3 separate regions of the Gossypium hirsutum genome follow, and regions 1 and 2 are each linked to region 3. A link is a contact called in public Hi-C data. All regions are on one chromosome and are shown on one strand. Each heading gives the region's core, a stretch centred on a gene start, on an enhancer-like site or on the middle of the called end of the contact. The rest is flanking DNA. Distances are from core to core; before and after follow the strand shown.

Region 1 (3,082 bases), core at 163-2,662, 250 kb after region 3:
TTAATTAGAAAGAGATTTCAATTAATTAATCTAGAGTCAGTTGTTCTTACTCTCAAAAGAGATATTAACATAATTTAGGGATTTCTACGGATCAAGACACAACTAAATAAATCGTTTAATTAAGATTCAGAATAATAGGTGAAGTCTAGGTGGATTCTTTCCTGGATATTGTCTTTCTTATTAGTTGTCTTCGATTATTTTTCTCATTTCATTCTCTATTGCATTCTTAGCTAGATTAGTTTAGTAATTTTAGATTAAAAACAATTTCATCAATTTATCGGCTAAATAATAAAAAAATAGTAATTACTAATACTTTTAGTCCTCATGGATACGATATTCCTTACTTACCATAATTATACTATTGTTCGATAGGTACACTTACCTATGTCGTAATTATAGTTAATTTAGTACCCACTAATTAAACTATAAAAAAAACCACTCGTGGTCTGCGTCTGCATGACCGCATATCTTTAGAAGCCATCTCTCACCATCTCCATTACCACTTTGTACTTTGGATCGGGAGCCGGGTTTATTTTCTGTAAGACGCATTAATTAACTTTTGTCTACTTCCTTTAAGCCTTAATGTACATTTCCCTTCTCGATTAGATGTTACGTGCACGGACATTATGTCCGTTTTCAATAAAGGACAGTATAATCCCGGAGCTTTTACATATTGTTTGGTTTCCCCAATCCCTGTAGGTGCACCAAAGCTATGGGGTGATCTAATTCAACTGCAGTGGCCTCGTCTCATTGTTGGATCTTATGCTTTGCCATTTGTTGATTAAAGAATAGCACCCATCAACATTCTGCAACTGCAATAATAGTGAACCACCCTCAAAGCAACCAACCTGGCCGTTGAATGGAACCCCGTGATATAGTTCTTTTTCTTCCTAGGTTGTCACCCTGTGAAAGGTATTGGATGTTTCAACCATTTTTCTCGCCGTATTGTTCGCCGATATATTTTATTCATCACACAGTATTGCACGAAGTAAACTAAACATGGAAGTTCTTGAATCTAATAATGGTTCTTTCTTTGACCCTTTTTTTCCAGTCTGTCAATGGTGCCATTGCAATGGAAAATGGAAGACGGCATCAGTATCAAAACACAACAGTCTTCTTCGCTACCAAGTTCGGACAATGGGCACATGAAATTAGGCAAAGTCCAAGCTTTGCACGTGATTGGGGTTGATTCCTGTCTTGTTGCTTAGACTTGACAGCCTTTACTTACAATGTTCCATATATCACAAGCTCGTTTTATCAGTTCTGAAGGGCTAATATCAAGCGGCTACTGACGGTCCCACCATATGAACTCGACCCATGTGATGCTAAATAGGGACATGATTAAGCTGGGACCACCGCTTCTCACTAGATTCAATTGCATTCAATTGGAACCCACTGACAGCTAATATGCAATGTGATCTTATAAAAAAACGCTTTTTTTCACTTGCATACAAAACAGAGCTCTGCTTTTGCCTCCATACTAATTCTAAGAACCCCGAATAAATTGAGGGAAAGAAAGATTTAAAAAGGATACAACAATGGTGCCTTAAACTTTTTATAGATCTGTGTTTTATCTAACATTTTGCAAAAACAAGAATTCCTGTTTTTTCCTGTTTTTCTTTTTGTATCCTAAAGTAAGTAAACGAAGTCAACAAAATGGGAGACAGCAAGCTTATCCTTTGTTGCTTCATTGCTTGCATTTTGTTCCTCGGCGTTAATGGAGAAAACCCTTATCGTTATATCACTTGGAAAGTCACCTACGGTGATATTTACCCTCTTGGAGTTAAGCAACAGGTACTTTCTTTCTTGTTTTCTGGGTTTCTCTTTTTGGTTTCTAAAAGCTACTTGTTTAGCAAGTGTCTGAGTAATGGATTGGAATGTGGAAAAACTGTATTGCAGGGGATCTTAATAAATGGGCAGTTTCCAGGGCCTCATATCGATGCAGTTACTAATGACAACTTGATTATCAGTGTTTATAACTACTTAAATGAACCATTCCTTATCTCTTGGTAATCATGCTAACATTCCTTTTTTTATGCTTACTTTTTATTCATCATTTACTTAATGTTGGTTAGGAAGACAAGGTAAACTAGAAAAGAACAAAGGAAAGTACATATAAAATCTTGGAACATTAGCTCAAAATGCAGCTTTCATTTTAAGATAATGTGTGCTCTTTTGGTTTAGATAACTACAGCTTAGTGGGAAAGTTTTGAGTTTCTTAGATCTGAAGGTAAATGCTTGAACAGTAGACAATTTTCCATCGGTAGACATTTGCATTTATGACTACTATTTTTAGTAAGATCTCAACTAATGCTAAATTTGATGACAATGAAAACCTTATAAACTACTTCTAAATTTGGTACGTAAGTATATCCCTAGTTTTTATCCTTGATCCTTTATATTTCTCAATTTGTTGGTTCTTATCTCATAGACTATCTTGCAGGGGCGGAATCAGAAGAAAATTTTAGGGGTCGAAATTAAATTGTCATTTTTACGATAGTAAAAATATAATTTAACTATTTTAATAGCCTATATATCTTTACAATTTTTAAAGAATTAAACTAAATTTTTTTATTTTTAAGAGAGAAAGTATAATTTTGCTGATTTAAAATGACTAAATAAAATTTTTTTTATTTTAGGGGCCGCGCTTAGTTACGCCCCTACTATCTTGGAAAGACGCTAACAATATGGTTCATTTTCATGGTTAAATGATTATTAAATTCAAGTTTTATAACGAATAACTCTTTCACTGACTCAATGGGTTAATAGTATTATGATAATTCAGTTAGTGCATCTGCTGCATCTCACATCTGTGGAGATTCATGTTTAAAATATTAAAAGATGAATAAAAATAATTAACAATGTCTGCCTAGTTATGGCAGAGCTGGTTGCAGTAAATTATTTAAATGCATGTGCTTGCCTATAGAATAATAAAAGATGTGTCCTTGATTATGGTTACTAGGACGGTATCAGACCTCGGGTTTAGGCCTAGTTTTAATTAAAGCTGTGAATTATGCAACTCACTTTAATAAAGCTTGGCAACTTTGCATATTATTGATCATTCAAAATGTTTATTTTGTAC
Region 2 (3,356 bases), core at 476-2,975, 150 kb after region 3:
AAGTAGGACAGAATTTACCTTATATTCAGGCCTATCCACCTTCTTTACTAGCTTCATTCCCAACGCCTGCAAAGAAATAGATGTATAAAAGCAAGGCCATTACCAACTCAAAAGAAAAAAGAAAAAAAAAAAGTTTGGAGCATTAACCACCAGTAATCAATTAGATCCAAAGACTGCTTATGACTAATTGACTATTCTCCAATAAATAAAATTTTCATCTAAGTGATTCATGCACTCAAAGTCTAGGCACAATGAATTTGCGGTCAAATTGAACAATAAGATTAGTTAGAGAAACAAAAGTCAAGAAAAAGGTTATTTTACTTTGCACTACCTTTTCATAGAACTTAACAGAGCGGTCTAAATCCCCAACACGAAGCATTACTTGACAGAGTGGCTCAGGAGTAGAAGCTCTTTGGATGAGCTCAAAAATATAACCATCAGGATCCTTCACGAAAGCAATAACAGAGGATCCACCTTTAACTGGACCAGGCTCTCTTGTAATATTGCCACCCTTTGCACGGATGTCCTCAACCATTTTGTAGACCTAAAATACAAAAATGGATATATATATATCAGCATTCTCAATGAATCTTTTGTTTGACTATCCAAATGTTTGAAACTTACATCAGGTGTTGCAATTGCAAAATGCCCAAAACCAGTTCCAATATCATACGATGATACTCCATAATCTGTAGAGAAGAATAAAAGCTTTTAACTCAGAGATCAAAGAAGTTTACACTTTAGATTAACAGTAGCGAAGTATGCCACAATAGATGTAGCAGATATCTATAACATATATTGAATAAAAGGAATCGATATTTTAACTGTTTGACAAAAAGAAAAATTTGCCAGCTCCAAGCATTACAGATATAACAAAAGCCATTTGCAGTAAATATTTCGCTATAAAAATACAAGGAAAACATAAACGTACTGTAAGTTAACTCAACAACGAAATGAGACTCCTCTGGGCCAAACCCAAGAAAGGCATTGGAGTATTTCTCTTCAGGAATATCTCTTTTCCTCAACAATTTCATCCCAAAACACTCAGTGTAGAACCTAGATACAAATTTGTAGCATTAAAACTTCAAAAAGAAAGTGAAAATTTAAGAACATCAATAGTACTAGAAATAAAAAAAGCAAATGTTACTTGATGGTACGATCAAGATCGCCAACACGGTACACGGCGTGAAGGAACCGACGCTTATCTTTCTTCGGCCATTCCAACAACTCAGTGCTGGGAACTGCAGCTGAACCCTCAGCCATCTTTCAACAAATCCGATTGCTGTGTAATCATTCGCAAAGTCAACCAAATGAATAGAAATTACATAATAAAAATATCATTTTCATTTCATTTTTCAATTTTAAAGTAAAGATCAAAGCTAAAACTTATTACAAATATAGATCAAAACCAAAAAAAAACTAAACCCTAACCCAAATTAAAGAAACCCTAATTTGGATCGAAGAACTTACCAGCAATTACTAGAGAAAAATAGAGTGAGAGTGGGAGTGAGTGGGAGTGAAGCGCCCTGTATAACGCAGTGTCAACATTGGGACAAATTTATAAACTTTTTAATTTTTATTTCACTAATGTAACATGACAGTTACAAAGTGGTGATATAACCGACAAACACGTCTCTTAAGTAGTTTCAGCCAACCAATCAGATATGTGCTTTTCTTCTTGTTAAAAACGCCAACTGTTGTTCTAGACAATTTTGGGAGTTAATACGGAAGTCTAAATCACTAACGGATATTAATATGGAAACGTGGCGATATCCAAATCATTACCACCTATTGAATAAAAAAAATTAGTATTCTCAATTTTTTTTAGTATTGAGCAGCTTTAGAATTTTTTTGCTAATATTTAATTTTTAATGAGTTTTCATAAGAGTGAAAATTAATTATTGGGTTCATTCTAATATATACATTAAAAAATAAAAAAATTTATTTTTTTAAATCATCAATTACTTTGATAAAATAAAAAATGATTGCTTGTTCTTTTTAATATAATATCTTATTACAAATTGATGGATTGCAAAATAAACTAAAGAGAGAAGAAAGCAAATCACGAAGATTATTATATTAAAAATTAGATTTGATTTTGTCTAGTTTACTTAAAAATTTAAAAAATTAATCATTATTTATTAAATTAAAAAGTAAATTGATCTTTTTAATAATAATTTTTCTTGTTAAAACTAACGTCAATAATGGTAATAGAATGATCATAAAAATAAGAACATACAGATTTTATGTGGAAACTCTATCGGGAAAAAATCACAGGCAAATGAGAAGAAATTCACTAATTTTAAAAGAGAATGATACAACAAGAGTTTCGACTACGTCTATTTAAAGGTTAAAAAACATATACAACAAGAGTTTCGACTACGTCTATTTAAAGGTTAAAAAATCATATTCTAATCAATGTCAAATAGAAGAAGTGTAGTTCTATACGAATTCTACTTGTGCATCATGGTCCATACACAGATCCCCTTATTTTGCTACTACATTTTATTTCTTTAACAAGTGTTGAATTCGAATGATACAAGGTGAGTTTCGACTACATCTATTTAGAGGTTGAAAAAAACCTAATTCTAATCAATGTCAAATATATTATGCTAATAAATGCTAAATATATTATGCTAATAAATACAAGATCTTCTAGAAAGAAAATATACTTTATTTAACTTGACTTGCAAATAATCTCTTAGAATTTGGGTTGTACAACTCTAACAATCTCCATATTGACATGAATTCTCAACGAACAATTTCTTCATCACAAACTCTCAATGAACAAGTTCTCCACATCTTTCACAAAACCCTTTAAAGGTATTCTTCAACAATGAACACTAACCAAGTCCAAGCAATCTCAAACTTGGTTATAGGAAGTGACTTAGTCATCATATTTGTAGGATTATCATGAGTACTAACTTTGCTCACAACAATATCACCACGAACAATAATATCACGCAAAAAATGATACCGAACATCAATGTGCTTTATTCTCTCATGAAACATTTGATCTTTCGAAAGGAAGACGTCACTCTGACTATCACAAAGCACTATACTGATCTGAAGGTCTCTACTGAGTTCACCAAAGAGTTCTTTTAACTAAATAGTTTCTTTACAAGCCTCGATAATTGTCGTGTACTCAGCTTCAGTAGTAGACAAAGCAACTGTAGTTTGCAAAGTGGCTTTCCAACTGATTGCGCAACCTCCAATAATAAAGACATACCCGGTGAGAGATATTCTTTTATTAAGATCTCCAGCAAAATCAGAATCAACATACTCAATAACTCCATATCTAGTTCTTCCAAACTATACGCAAACATCAACAGTACCTCTTAAGTATCTAAAAATCC
Region 3 (3,064 bases), core at 131-2,630:
GATGGGTATTGCAAGGAAGGGAAACTAGGAAGTGCTGTTTGGGTCTACGAAAAGATGAAGGTGGAGAAAAAGCCCAACTTAGTGATATATAACTCTATTCTTAATGGATTGTGCAAGGATATGTCAATGGATGCTGCAAGATGGATGATAGATTCATTAAAGAGTCTGGGTTTACCTGATGCTGTAACATATAATACTCTCATTAACGGTTATTGCAGCTGTGGTAATATGGACGAGGCATTTTCTCTGTTAATGGAGATGCGAAAGGTAGGGAGGTTTGTAAACACAGTAACTTACAATACATTGATAAACTTTCTTTGCAAGTGTGGGTGCATTCAACAAGCAAAAGAACTAACGAAGAGAATGGTTCTAGATGGCCTGATTCCTGATTTTATAACATACACGATGCTCATTACATGTTCTGCTAAGAATTGTAGCGCAGATGAAGTTATTGAATTGCATGACTCCATGGTGCTTAACGGAGTGGTTCCTTCCCGACAGACATATCAAGCTATTGTCAGACCCCTCCTTGGGGAAGAAAATGAGGAGACAAGAGTTTAGTTTTTATATTTTCTTACTCATGTTAGTTCAGTTGCCTTTGATTTTTTCCCCCTTCTTTCTTATTCATTGTCATTAGATGATGAACAACTGAGAACTTTTTCTTTATGTCAAATAAATATAGAGATTTCGCCTATGGTGTGGATTGTAGCGAATTATGCAGCTGTCGAACACGACAGGTTGCTAATTTATGCCATTGTATGTATTATTATGTGAAATTTTCTACTTGAAAAACAGTTTTAGGAAAAGATGATGTTATGATGATTGTTTCTGTTTTGTTTATGAGTAGGATATGGATTCAGGGGCCTGGAAGTTCTTGAATTAGCCTGTTCTTTCCTTTCTTATTACTTAGAGCTTTAAATCTCATAGGTTCAAAGGAGTAGACATTGACAGTAAAAAGCCCCTGCAACACTGATCTAGGAAGATGATGGAGCATTGCGGTTCTGATGCAAGATGTTTCGACCTGTTAAATTGGAAATGATCTTCTGCATAATTTTGACTAATGATGTATCGGTCCATGAATGTGTGGCCTTGAAATTTCATCATCTTTTTTGTTCCTTTATTTTCCCTCATTTCTTATTGTTACAGGGTATAGAACACCAGCAATATGTCTGAGGCAACGCATTTGTTTTCTGAAATGTAATCTTTTGATTATTTTGTATGGAAATATGATAGACATTCAAATCATAAAGCTCTTTTGATCTGTTCTCCAACCATTTTTACAGAAAATCAGTTTTTTTGCAACATAAAGTCTATGGCTTTTCTTATCAGGTACATAACCTTTTCCACACATATTTTCTGGAAATTAACACAAGTAAATATTGTAAGTATGGTTGAAAAGTATCAAAATTCATGGAGTAGCATATACCTTTCAGAATAGGGAACCTATCAAGTTAAGATCCAAGAAACAACCATTCAGAGGTTGCCACTTCAAAAAGGCCCCATCAAGATGTAATGGTGAAAAATCAATGGACCAAATTTTCAAAATCCTTATCCCAAAACCTCATCCATTCCCTCCCTCTCACTTCCACACATTCCCTCTGATTTCCTCCATACCAGAAACAACTCTCCAACACACAAAAGGATAAGACTTGATAAAAATCAAAATACAAAAACAAGCCATTGTAGGAAAAAGCTCTTTCTCTTGCTCTCTTTAGAGTAAATTTCTCTTGCAATCCTTTGTAGAGATCCGGGATCCATTGTCACCATGTCTTGCTCAAATCTGACAATGTGGGTGTCCTCAAAACCCTCTCTTTCTGACACTTCTTCACTCTCTTTCCGTTCTTTCATCAGCCCTTTTCAGCTCCCGTCTCAGAGCTCAACCCCCGGTAACCCTTCCAGGTCCTCATCTGTAACCCCAGTTCACTGTGGTCTTCGTGAGCTTAGAGACCGTATTGATTCAGTAAAGAACACGCAGAAGATCACTGAAGCTATGAAACTTGTGGCTGCTGCTAAAGTTAGGAGAGCACAAGAAGCTGTTGTCAATGGCAGACCTTTCTCTGAGTCCCTGGTTGAAGTTCTTTACAACATCAATGAACAGCTCCAGACTGAAGACATAGATGCTCCTCTCACAAACGTCAGGCCTGTCAAAAAAGTTGCTTTGGTTGTTGTTACTGGTGATCGTGGTCTCTGTGGAGGTTTCAACAATGCTATCCTCAAGAAAGCTGAAGCTAGAATTGCAGAATTGAAGCAGCTTGGACTTGATTATACAATAATCAGTGTGGGGAAAAAGGGTAATTCATATTTCATCCGCAGGCCTTACATCCCAGTGGACAGATTCCTAGATGGTAGCTCACTCCCTACAGCTAAAGAAGCTCAGGCAATTGCTGATGATGTTTTTTCACTCTTTGTTAGTGAAGAAGTCGATAAAGTGGAGCTTTTGTACACCAAATTCGTATCCTTGGTTAAGTCTGATCCTGTGATTCATACTTTGCTTCCACTTTCACCAAAGGGTGAAATCTGTGATGTAAATGGTGTTTGTGTTGATGCTGCTGAGGATGAGTTCTTCAGATTGACAACCAGGGAAGGGAAACTGACGGTGGAGAGAGAAGTTATGAGGACTGAGACAGCTGATTTCTCTCCCATTTTGCAGTTTGAGCAGGACCCAGTTCAGATTCTTGATGCTTTGTTGCCTCTTTATCTCAACAGCCAGGTTCTGAGGGCTTTGCAGGAATCACTAGCCAGTGAGCTTGCAGCTAGGATGAGTGCCATGAGCAATGCTACTGATAATGCCCAGGAACTGAAAAAGACCTTGTCTATTGTCTACAACCGGCAGCGTCAAGCGAAAATCACCGGAGAGATATTGGAGATTGTTGCTGGTGCCAATGCTTTGGCTTAATGAACTTGAAACCTGTTTCACCGTCAATTATGTTCCCTTGTAGGTATTACAAAGAAATTATTAAATTATGAGTAGTTTCCTTATTCATTCCTATATACTTGTTTAAGAACAGCCATGCTGATATTTTTTTTTGCATTGTAATTCTCGAATGCTTATGAACTCTTTGCA

What was found. A called contact is a pair of places that touch in the nucleus more often than the background predicts.
Region 1: a contact with region 3 is called in a Hi-C map of leaf, with 4 times the contacts expected there. The contact joins the promoter of LOC107961998 here to the promoter of LOC107961992 in region 3. A contact is called at or near these places in 3 of 34 Hi-C or Micro-C datasets (all in leaf).
Region 2: a contact with region 3 is called in a Hi-C map of fibers, with 5 times the contacts expected there. The contact joins the promoter of LOC107961996 here to the promoter of LOC107961992 in region 3. A contact is called at or near these places in 15 of 34 Hi-C or Micro-C datasets (anther, fibers, hypocotyl and 2 more).

What each region holds. Positions count from the first base shown.
Region 1 is chrA06:116,813,985-116,817,066 of Gossypium_hirsutum_v2.1, forward strand. LOC107961998 (L-ascorbate oxidase homolog) reads left to right here and starts at 1,413. Exons shown (of 8, transcript XM_016898202.2): 1 at 1,413-1,794; 2 at 1,900-2,009. The coding sequence starts at 1,657.
Region 2 is chrA06:116,718,423-116,721,778 of Gossypium_hirsutum_v2.1, forward strand. It overlaps LOC107961996 (lactoylglutathione lyase GLX1), which reads right to left and starts at 1,726. Exons shown (of 9, transcript XM_016898200.2): 1 at 1,471-1,726; 2 at 1,148-1,282; 3 at 932-1,056; 4 at 625-689; 5 at 332-544; 6 at 19-66. The coding sequence starts at 1,263.
Region 3 is chrA06:116,566,281-116,569,344 of Gossypium_hirsutum_v2.1, forward strand. It overlaps LOC107961992 (ATP synthase gamma chain, chloroplastic), which reads left to right and starts at 1,381. Exons shown (of 1, transcript XM_016898195.2): 1 at 1,381-3,064. The coding sequence starts at 1,766. The coding sequence ends at 2,896. LOC107961991 (pentatricopeptide repeat-containing protein At1g11710, mitochondrial) reads left to right here. Exons shown (of 3, transcript XM_041115963.1): 3 at 1-1,265. The coding sequence ends at 561.